2 separate regions of the Mus musculus genome follow, and region 1 is linked to region 2. The links are chromatin contacts, called in public promoter capture Hi-C maps. All regions are on one chromosome and are shown on one strand. The core of a region is the stretch at or near the end of the contact, and the rest is flanking DNA. Distances in the headings are between cores, read along the strand shown. Region 1 holds the start of Noto (notochord homeobox). Region 2 holds the start of Emx1 (empty spiracles homeobox 1).

Region 1 (4,401 bases), core at 1,573-4,072, 240 kb before region 2:
CAAGAATTGAGGTTTTGTAAAGTTTGCAATGCCTTCCTAGAGATGTCTAAGTGAAAACTTAAAGAGTTAGTGGCTGAGGATGTAGTTTAGTGGTAGGGACTTGCCTAGGATAATGTGCAAATCCTAGCAGAGAAGGATAGACTGGGAATATAAATCTTAGTGGCCAGATTAGAGAGGGTATTTTAAACCATAGCTATAGGTGATGCTCAGGAGTCAGCTGAAGGGAGGGACATGTTTGTTGGCCTTGACAACAAGGATATCTTTTTTTTTTTTTTTTGGTATTTTGGGGGGAGGGGTAAGATAGGGTTTCTCTGTATAGCCCTGGCTGTCCTAGAACTCACTTTGTAGACCAAGCTGGCCTCGAACTCAGAAATCCACCTGCCTCTGCCTCCTGAGTACTGGGATTAAAGGCGTGCACCACCACGCCTGGCCCAACAAGGATATCTTGATGAACCATCGGGAAAATCATCATGTTGGGATAACTTCAAGGGAAAATAGGGGGCTGGGATGTAGATCAGTTGGCAGAGCCCTGGCCTAGCACACACACATAACGCTCTGGGCTTGACACTTGTGTGTGTGTGTGTGTGTGTATAATTTTTTTCTATTTCATGTGTACTGGTGTTCTGCCTGCATGTATGTCTGTGTGATGGTGTCAGATTCCCTGGAACTGGAGTTACAGACAGTTGTGAGCTAACATGTGGGTGCTGGAAATTGAACCTGGGTCCCTTGGAAGACCCACCAGTGTTATTAACAGCTGAGCCATCTCTTTCACTACCAAAAAATGATTATTGATATCAACCTCAGGCCCCACACATACACACATACTTACACACATGTGTGTGCCTACACACATGCAAAAACATATATGCACATATGCAACCCACACACATAAAAAGGAGGAAGCACTAGAGGAACCTTTGGTTATGTTTATAATGTGACTCCCGATAGGAATATTACATAGGGAATGTGTTTTTAAAAAGGGGGGGCTCTCTCCTCATCATCCTAGCTCAGAGGAAAAAGGTCATATCATCTTCCCATCCCTTACTACAAGGGTATCAGATGCCCCCTACACAGCCTGAGCCTCGTCCCTGCTCTCACCTGATTCTCCGTCAGGTGCAGCCTGGCAGCCAGCTGGGCTCTCTCCTTCCCCACCAGGTTGTGCTGCTTTGCAAACACCTTCTCCAACTCTTGCAGCTGCTGCAAGTTAAACGTTGTGCGAACCCTCTTTGTGTGTCTCTCGGTCCCGTGGTCCCGAAGGTCCACGGTGGGTGCCCATTTCAGAGGGCCTAGACAGTAAGGTAGCTCTGATCCTAAAGAGAAACCAAGAGCAGACTTCAGCCAGCAACCACCTGCCCACACATGGTAGGAGAGAAAGAAAACTCCAGGCCCTTCCTTCTCCTTGGCCTGTGATCTAGGAGAGAGTGGTAGAGGCTGTGTAGAAATAACCCCATAAAAGCTAGGGAGACGACTCAGCCAGAAAATGGTACAAGATCGAGGAATATAAATCTTAGCAGCCAGCTTAGAGATGGTATTTTAAACCATGACTATAGGTGACACTCAGGAGTCAGCTGAAGGGAGGGACATGTTTGTTCTGATCCCTAGCACTAAGTTTGTGTTTGTTTGTTTGTTTGTTTGTTTTTTAAAAAGGCTTTGACGGGTGATGGCTCAGAGGTTAACAGCATTGACTGCTCTTTCAGAGGCCCTGAGTTCAATTCCCAGCAACCACATGGTGGCTCACAATCTGTAATGGGATCCGATGCCCTCTTCTGGTGTGTGTCTGAAGAGAGCAACAGTGTACTCATACGTTAAATAAACGAATAAATAAATAAATAAATAAATAAAGGCTTTGAGGAAGTAGAGACAGGAGGATCATTGGGGAGATGTTTGGCCAGCCAGGCTAGACAATTAGAAAACTCCAGGTTAGGTGAGAGGCCCTATCTCAAAACTAAGATGGAAAAGGGCTAAAGAGACAGATTGGCAATTAAGAGAAATTCTTCTTCTGCTGCTGCTCCTGGTTTTGGAGCCCATGTCCAATAGCTTACAGCCTCTTGTACTTAAGTGTAAATAGCTCTCGGGAAGCTGAAAAGTATTGAAGACAGCTGATGTTGACCACTGATATCCACATCCATGTGCACTCACCTGCACACATATGAATACAAGTTGAAAACACACACACAGAAGTATGGAAAAGTCAGGGGGATGTGAAGGAACGATGTGAAAAGCTGTCTTCTGGATTTGACAGGATTAGTACAACCATGAACTCACAGCAGTGATTACAGGCATACACCATCACCCTGGGCTAACTCCAGAAGTTCCCTCTTGATGCTATCTGCCACCGCTTCCATACTGATACCTGTGAGCCTGAGGCCCTGCTGGTGGTGAGTGACATTCAGTCCGGGCACGCAGGACATGGAGCACAGCGGGTAGACGCCCACGCTCAGGTAGGCAGGCAGCCAAGACCCTGTGGAGCACACCCAGGGCAGGACCCCGTACTGCGACACCGCACCGAGGAGGTTCAGACTGGTGCAGGTAGAGAGCGGCAGAGAGGTGGCCGCCAGCTCTCGGGTCTTGGGTCTCGCCAGGATGGCCTCGACAGAGAAGGATGACTCCAGGCGTCCCCGAGCTAGTCGGCGCGGGACAACTGGGGAAACAGCTCCCGGACAGGGGCGCAGGCTCCCGGGCTGGACCTGAGTGCCTGAGGGAGCAGGGCTGGACATTGCGCGACCCTGAGGGGACCTCCCAGGCTGTGCAAGGAGCTCAATGGGAGAGAGAGAGGTGGTCACCTTACTAAAGGAACGGGAGACTTGTGAATCAGGATCCCTAGGGCCAGCTGTTTGCAAGGACTCTTAAACTTAGCGGGTGGGAGGAGGCGGGGCGAAGGCCTGACTTAATCATCGCTGATTGAGGCCAGGCAGGTTGCATCCCACCAGGACAGGGGTGGGAGGCGGAGAAGGGGGTCTCCTCCACTCCAGTGCTTTGGGGAAAGTACTTTGAATTTACTACAGCTCACTGTGGTGCCCTCCTTCTCCCTCTTTTGTTTGAGAAGGTCTTACTCTGTAACTCTGGCTATCCTGGACCTTGTAGACCAGCCTTGGCCTTGAACTCACAGATATCCACCTGTTTCTGCCTTGTGATTGCTGTGATTAAAGGCATGTTCTGCCAAACCACCCACTCCTCCTCTGTTCCTTCTTCATTCTGCCTTCCAGGCTGTCCTCCAAGTCACAGCTCATGGCAAAATCATGGCAAGCCTGCCTCAGCCTCCCAAGTACTAGGATTGCAGATACGTGCTACTGTGCTTGGCTTCGAAGTGGCTCTCTGATGATCCTAGATGAAGGTCCTTTGCCTGCTCATGACATCTGTGATGCCAGTCTCCCCTGCTGGTGTGGGGAACAATGATCTCAGAAGGGTGGGGCAGTGCCTGCTGTCCTGATTTTCTTAATCTTCACCCTCTTCCCAATTAAATTTGTGCACTTCCTCACTGCAGCTGGGACACCTGCTAAGTACACTCTCTACGCTGAGTTCCTGGGAGACCCCTCTTAGAGCAGAAGCCCTGAGTAGATCTACTTAAGGACTGGAATTTTAAAGTGTGTAAACATCGTATCGTAGTGAAAAGTGAGTCTCCTAGACTCCTGAAGCTGCTGCTGTTACCACGTCCTCTGAGGTCTTTTCTGAATACCCTTGCCCTCAACACAGGGTCTTGTTAGAAAGGTCCTTCCTGCTGGCCCAGGGATTGCTGAAGGAGGAAGATCTACAGTCCAAGGCCACACCTGCTTTACAAAGCAAAATAAACAAGGGGTTGTGATGACACTCTCCAGTGATCCTGGCACTTGGAAGTGGGGGACCACAGGACCAGGAAGGCAAAGTCATCCTCAGTCATACAGTGAATTTGAGGCCAGCCTGGGCTACAATAGACATTGTCTCAAAAACTCAAACAGAGGCCTGGAGAGATGGTTCAGAGGTCAAACGTTCTTGTTACTCTTTTTGGTTTTTCGAGACAGGGTTTCCCTGTATAGCTGTGGCTGTCCTAGAACTCACTTTGTAGACCAGGCTGGCTTCGAACTCAGAAATCCACCTGCCTCTGCCTCCCATCCCGAGTGCTGGCATTAAAGGTGTGCGCCATCACGCCCGGCTGTTCTTGTTATTCTTGCCTAGATTGGAGTCAAGGCACCCAGAAGGTGGATCACACTTAATCCCAGCCCTCGGGAGGCAGAAGCAGATGAATCTCTGAGTTTGAGACTAGCCTGGTCTACATCGTGGGTTCCATGCTAGCCAGGTCTGTATATTAAGACTCTGTCTTAAAAAACAAAAACAAGCAGGGCATGGAAAAAAACAAAAAACAAAACAAAACAAAAACAAAAACAAACCAAAAACCAATGAGAAGGGCCTGGGGAAATGGCACAA
Region 2 (3,988 bases), core at 568-3,067:
CTAAATTAGAATAAAACCTCATTTTAGTAGTAAGCATTGGTGTTAAGTGACGGGAAATGTTACCTAAAGCAGCTAATACCTTAGGCTTTTCCGCTCCCGCCTGCGCACACTTTTTGAGGAGAAAAATATACCCACAAACATAGGCGCCGAAGTAACCACACTATTGGATCCACGGGAATTTCTGTATGTAGTGGCCAGGGAAGAGCGGGGGTCATTGATAAATCGGGCCCTCTCTAAATAGCCTTCTCCAAGTCAGTCAAGCGACTATAGCTAAAGATTCAAGACATTTTTCCTTTTATCATATAAATAATTGTATCACATATCAGATTCTCTTTGGCCGCGTAGCTCTGGCTCAATGTCAGTGTAGCTCCTGGAGCTGCTGTTTTATGAAACGCTAAATTTACCTGTAAATAAAGTCTATATCAAAGTGGGAACTAAGCAATTGCTATAGGAATCAAGGCCAAAATTTTCTTTTAATGAAAGAAAAGAAAACTGCACATCCAAGGAAGAAAATTATCTGCACTGGACACAACTCTCTCTCTCTCTCTCTCTCTCTCTCTCTCTCTCTCTCTCTCTCTCTCTCTTTAGGAAAGTCAGATAACTGGTGTGTGTGTGTGTGTGTGTGTGTGTGTGTGTGTGTGTGTGTGTGTGTTTGTGCGTGTTTAAAGCTTTTGGAGGGGTCTTAATTAGCAAACCAGATGCGGCTGCAGACGGGGTGGGGTAAGACTAGATATGACCTTAAAAGCCCTCCTCTGCCACTACCCCTCTCAAGAGGACTGTCCTGAGCTCTAGCAACCGGGTGGGCTCCTGGAGGAGGTCAGTGGTGAAGAAAGCCGGTTTGTTTTCGCAAGCCTTTTCCACTTTGGGTCGGAGAGGGCACATGTAACTGGGAAAAGTCTGGCCAAGGTTGCTGAGAAACGTCCCAAGAAATCCGAGTGAACGCACCACGCTGCCCTGCTTCTCACAGAGCCAGCGAATGCAGGTGGACTTTCCCCTGCCCCGACGCGCCAAGAGTAGTGGTGACCAAAAGAGCGAAGTATGGTCACAGCTCAGAGCTCTGGCGCGGGAAGGGCAGAGGGCCAGCATTTCAGGGTTGGGACTGGTTTAGTCGGAAAGGAGATTAAGGTTGGCCACTGGAGGGTCTGAAAAAGCTCCTAGGATGCTCTCGGCCTTCTATTCCAATTGGCTTTATTCCTTGAAAAGCGTGGCGGTCCCAACCTCACTTCTTGGGTGGGAGACCAACGCAGCAGACCACAGGCTAATCGCCTGCGCACAGTCCAGGCTGATCCCTAAGCCTTGTCCCCCCACAACTTCTGAACATCCCCGCCGCCGCGCCTAGCCTCCCCCCGCATCCCCGGGTCACGAACACGGCATGGACACTCACCCTGGAAGCGGTGGCCAAAGAAGCGATTCCGAAGCACCCAGGGGTAGAAGTGGAGAGGGTCCCGATGCTGGGCGCTGAAGAAAGAGTGAGGGGGTTGCAGCGAGGAGGAGCCCAGCTGGTGTGCCGGGTGCACCGTCAGAGCCGGGTGGTTCATGGCCTCTGGGAACACCAGCTCCGGCCCTCCATAGAGCGAGCGGCCGGCGCCCGCAGCGGCAGCGGCAGGGAAGCCACTCACGAAGGCCGTCTCGGCCGCACTGGGGTGAGGATAGTTGAGCGCCGTGGGCCTGAGCGGTTCCTCTGATGCGGCCACAGCCAGTGGATGGGAGCCCGCGCCCCCGCTGCCAGGACTCCCGCCGGTGCCACCATCCTTGGCCACCAAGGACTCTATGGTGAAACCCCGCTTAGCCGCGGGCTGGAACATCGTCGCGGCCGCCGAAGCGGAGTGAGGTAGCGGGGCTCTGGGGAACGCTCGGTGCCCCGGCGCTGCCGCCGTGCGGGGTGTGCACCAAGCCTGGCACATGCACTCACGCCCGCACCCTTCACCTCCCCCGCCCGCCCACCCGCCCGCGCTCGGCCCTTGCGGACCAGCCAGGAGCGGGGCGGCGAGGGGCGTGCGAGAGCCCTAACACCGAGTTGGGCCACTGCGCACCGCCTGGAGCGTGGTCCCCGCGGCCCAGCAGGCAGCTCCTCTCAAACGCCCGGGCGCGGGCTGCCTGTGCTACTGAGAGCCGCTTCAGCGGTCCTCCTGGATCTCTCCCTTACTAATCAAGCTGTGACCGACCACCGCCCGTGATCTTTCTAGCTCTGCCGGGCCAGGCCTGGGCTGCAGCTCTGCGAGGAGAGAGTTAGCGGGCACCTGCCCCGCGCTCCCCCATTGGCCACCGCTCACCTGCCCCAAGGTGGGGGGCGGGGCGGGGCGGGGCGATGGATGGCGGGTGGGGGAATACGGTCCCCAGTCGGAGGCAAAAGCCGGACTGGAGCATTGGTGCTTGATCTAGTGTCCTCCTCCTACCCTCCACTCTGCATCTTGATTTTCTGACTTGGTCCTTTAGCCTCCGCCACACTCTGCTCTGAGGGGGACATCTACAAAGCCTGGGCTTGAGGAAATATACCAAACCCTCTTCAAGCACGTACCTCAGTTGAACCCCCTCCCTTCGCCCTGGGATGTCGTTTCAGTTCTTAGAGAACTTGGATACAAGCTTAGGATGGGTGTTTGGGGTCCAGCCTAGATTCTCCAGAGAACCTGGTCTACGTTCGCCTAACCTAAGAGAGCTCTCCCCTCACCCACCATCAGCCTCCGGAGCTGTTTTCTGAAGCTGCGGTTATGTTTCTGAAATTTCACATTTTTATGGATTTGGGGAACAGTGCTTCAAACAGGATATGCATTCTTTTCTCAGGGGCCAGGTTCGCACTGTCCGGGGAGGAGCGACATAACCCATCACTCCGCAGCTCTCCCGCGGCAGTTCGCAAGGGTTCCAATGCAGCGGTTTTGCCAGCCTTCCCCCTCCCTCCCTCGCGCTGCGACCATCTCCCACTGGACCACGGGGCTTAAGCTCAGAGTGATTTCCTTTCCTTGGGCGTCAGTATTGGACGACAAGGCCAAAATGGGGTCTTTGGGTCACTGCATTCTAAATTGGAGCTGGCCTTGCTGTTCGCGTGGTTCTCCAGAGGACAGGCCAGTGGTCCTTGGGGGGAGGGGAGTGGCATCCTAGCTTCTTGGACGTGTGACCTGCGACCTGCGACCGCGGGCCAGTGTCCCAATCTGCTCAAGTTAGTTTCCAATGCAGGCACTAAGTCCGGAGGGCAAGAAGGCGGTTGACCATTAGAACCTGTACTCTGTAATCTATCTACCCCAACCTTCCAGGGTACTGTGGCCTAAGGGGTCTCTTGGTTAGGAGGTCCAGACCCAGTCAGTCCTTGGTCGCATATGGCGGGAGAGGAGGAGGGCGAAGATAATTTTCCTTTTTTGACGCTGCCCTGGTGAGTCCAACTGGCCACAGCAAAACCCAAACGCTTACCTCCTAGCTGGGCCTCCAGAACCCCGAAGGGCAGTGGGGTCTACACCCCCTACAACTATGGGGACTCCAGGCCAGGTCTTGCAGCGGCCCGCCGAAATGCCCGGAGCCTTGGTCTGGAGAAGCGCTCGGGGCGCCCTCGCTGCTACAAAGCGGGTTAAAGTCTATTTTCCACTCCACTGCTCCGAAAAGCCCCCGCAAGCCTGTACCATTCCGACCCCCGTGGGCGAGATGGGGAGGAGGCGGCGAGAGGGGGCTGAAAGAGGACCGCACCTTGCAGCCCTTCCCGTCCTGGGTGACCCAGGACCAGATACTTGGGTTTCCCACTCTTTACCAGATTCGCGCTACTCACCCTGTCTCACCCTGCCTTCTCCGGATCTCTGCAACTTCTTATGATGCTTTGCCAACTCCCCCAACCCGATACCTGACTCAGATCGTCCCTTTTCAACTCCTGCTTCCTCTGTCCACATAAGGATCAATCTTTCCCTCTTTTCCTTTGCCACATACTGGATGGCAGGGCGGGGTGGGGGTGTTGATCACTAAAGTGGCAGAGGTGGGCATCAGAAGAAGGTCTCCTTGGAGCAAGGTC

The links. Capture Hi-C pulls out chosen DNA fragments and counts their contacts.
Region 1: a promoter capture Hi-C map of liver shows a contact between it and region 2. The contact joins the promoter of Noto here to the promoter of Emx1 in region 2. A contact is called at or near these places in 3 of 39 promoter capture datasets (the 3T3-L1 cell line, embryonic stem cells and neural stem cells), 3 of 15 datasets of contacts at CTCF or cohesin (the NIH/3T3 cell line and embryonic stem cells), 3 of 484 Hi-C or Micro-C datasets (bone marrow-derived macrophages, embryonic stem cells and stem cell-derived neural progenitor cells), 11 of 115 datasets of contacts at active chromatin or transcription factors (craniofacial prominence, embryonic basal ganglia, embryonic forebrain and 5 more) and 5 of 9 other capture datasets (adipose tissue, embryonic stem cells, liver and 2 more).

Annotation. Positions count from the first base shown.
Region 1 is chr6:85,422,307-85,426,707 of GRCm38.p6, reverse strand. It overlaps Noto (notochord homeobox), which reads right to left and starts at 2,822. Exons shown (of 3, transcript NM_001007472.2): 1 at 2,354-2,822; 2 at 1,099-1,310. The coding sequence starts at 2,717.
Region 2 is chr6:85,185,760-85,189,747 of GRCm38.p6, reverse strand. Emx1 (empty spiracles homeobox 1) reads right to left here and starts at 1,817. Exons shown (of 3, transcript NM_010131.2): 1 at 1,385-1,817. The coding sequence starts at 1,805.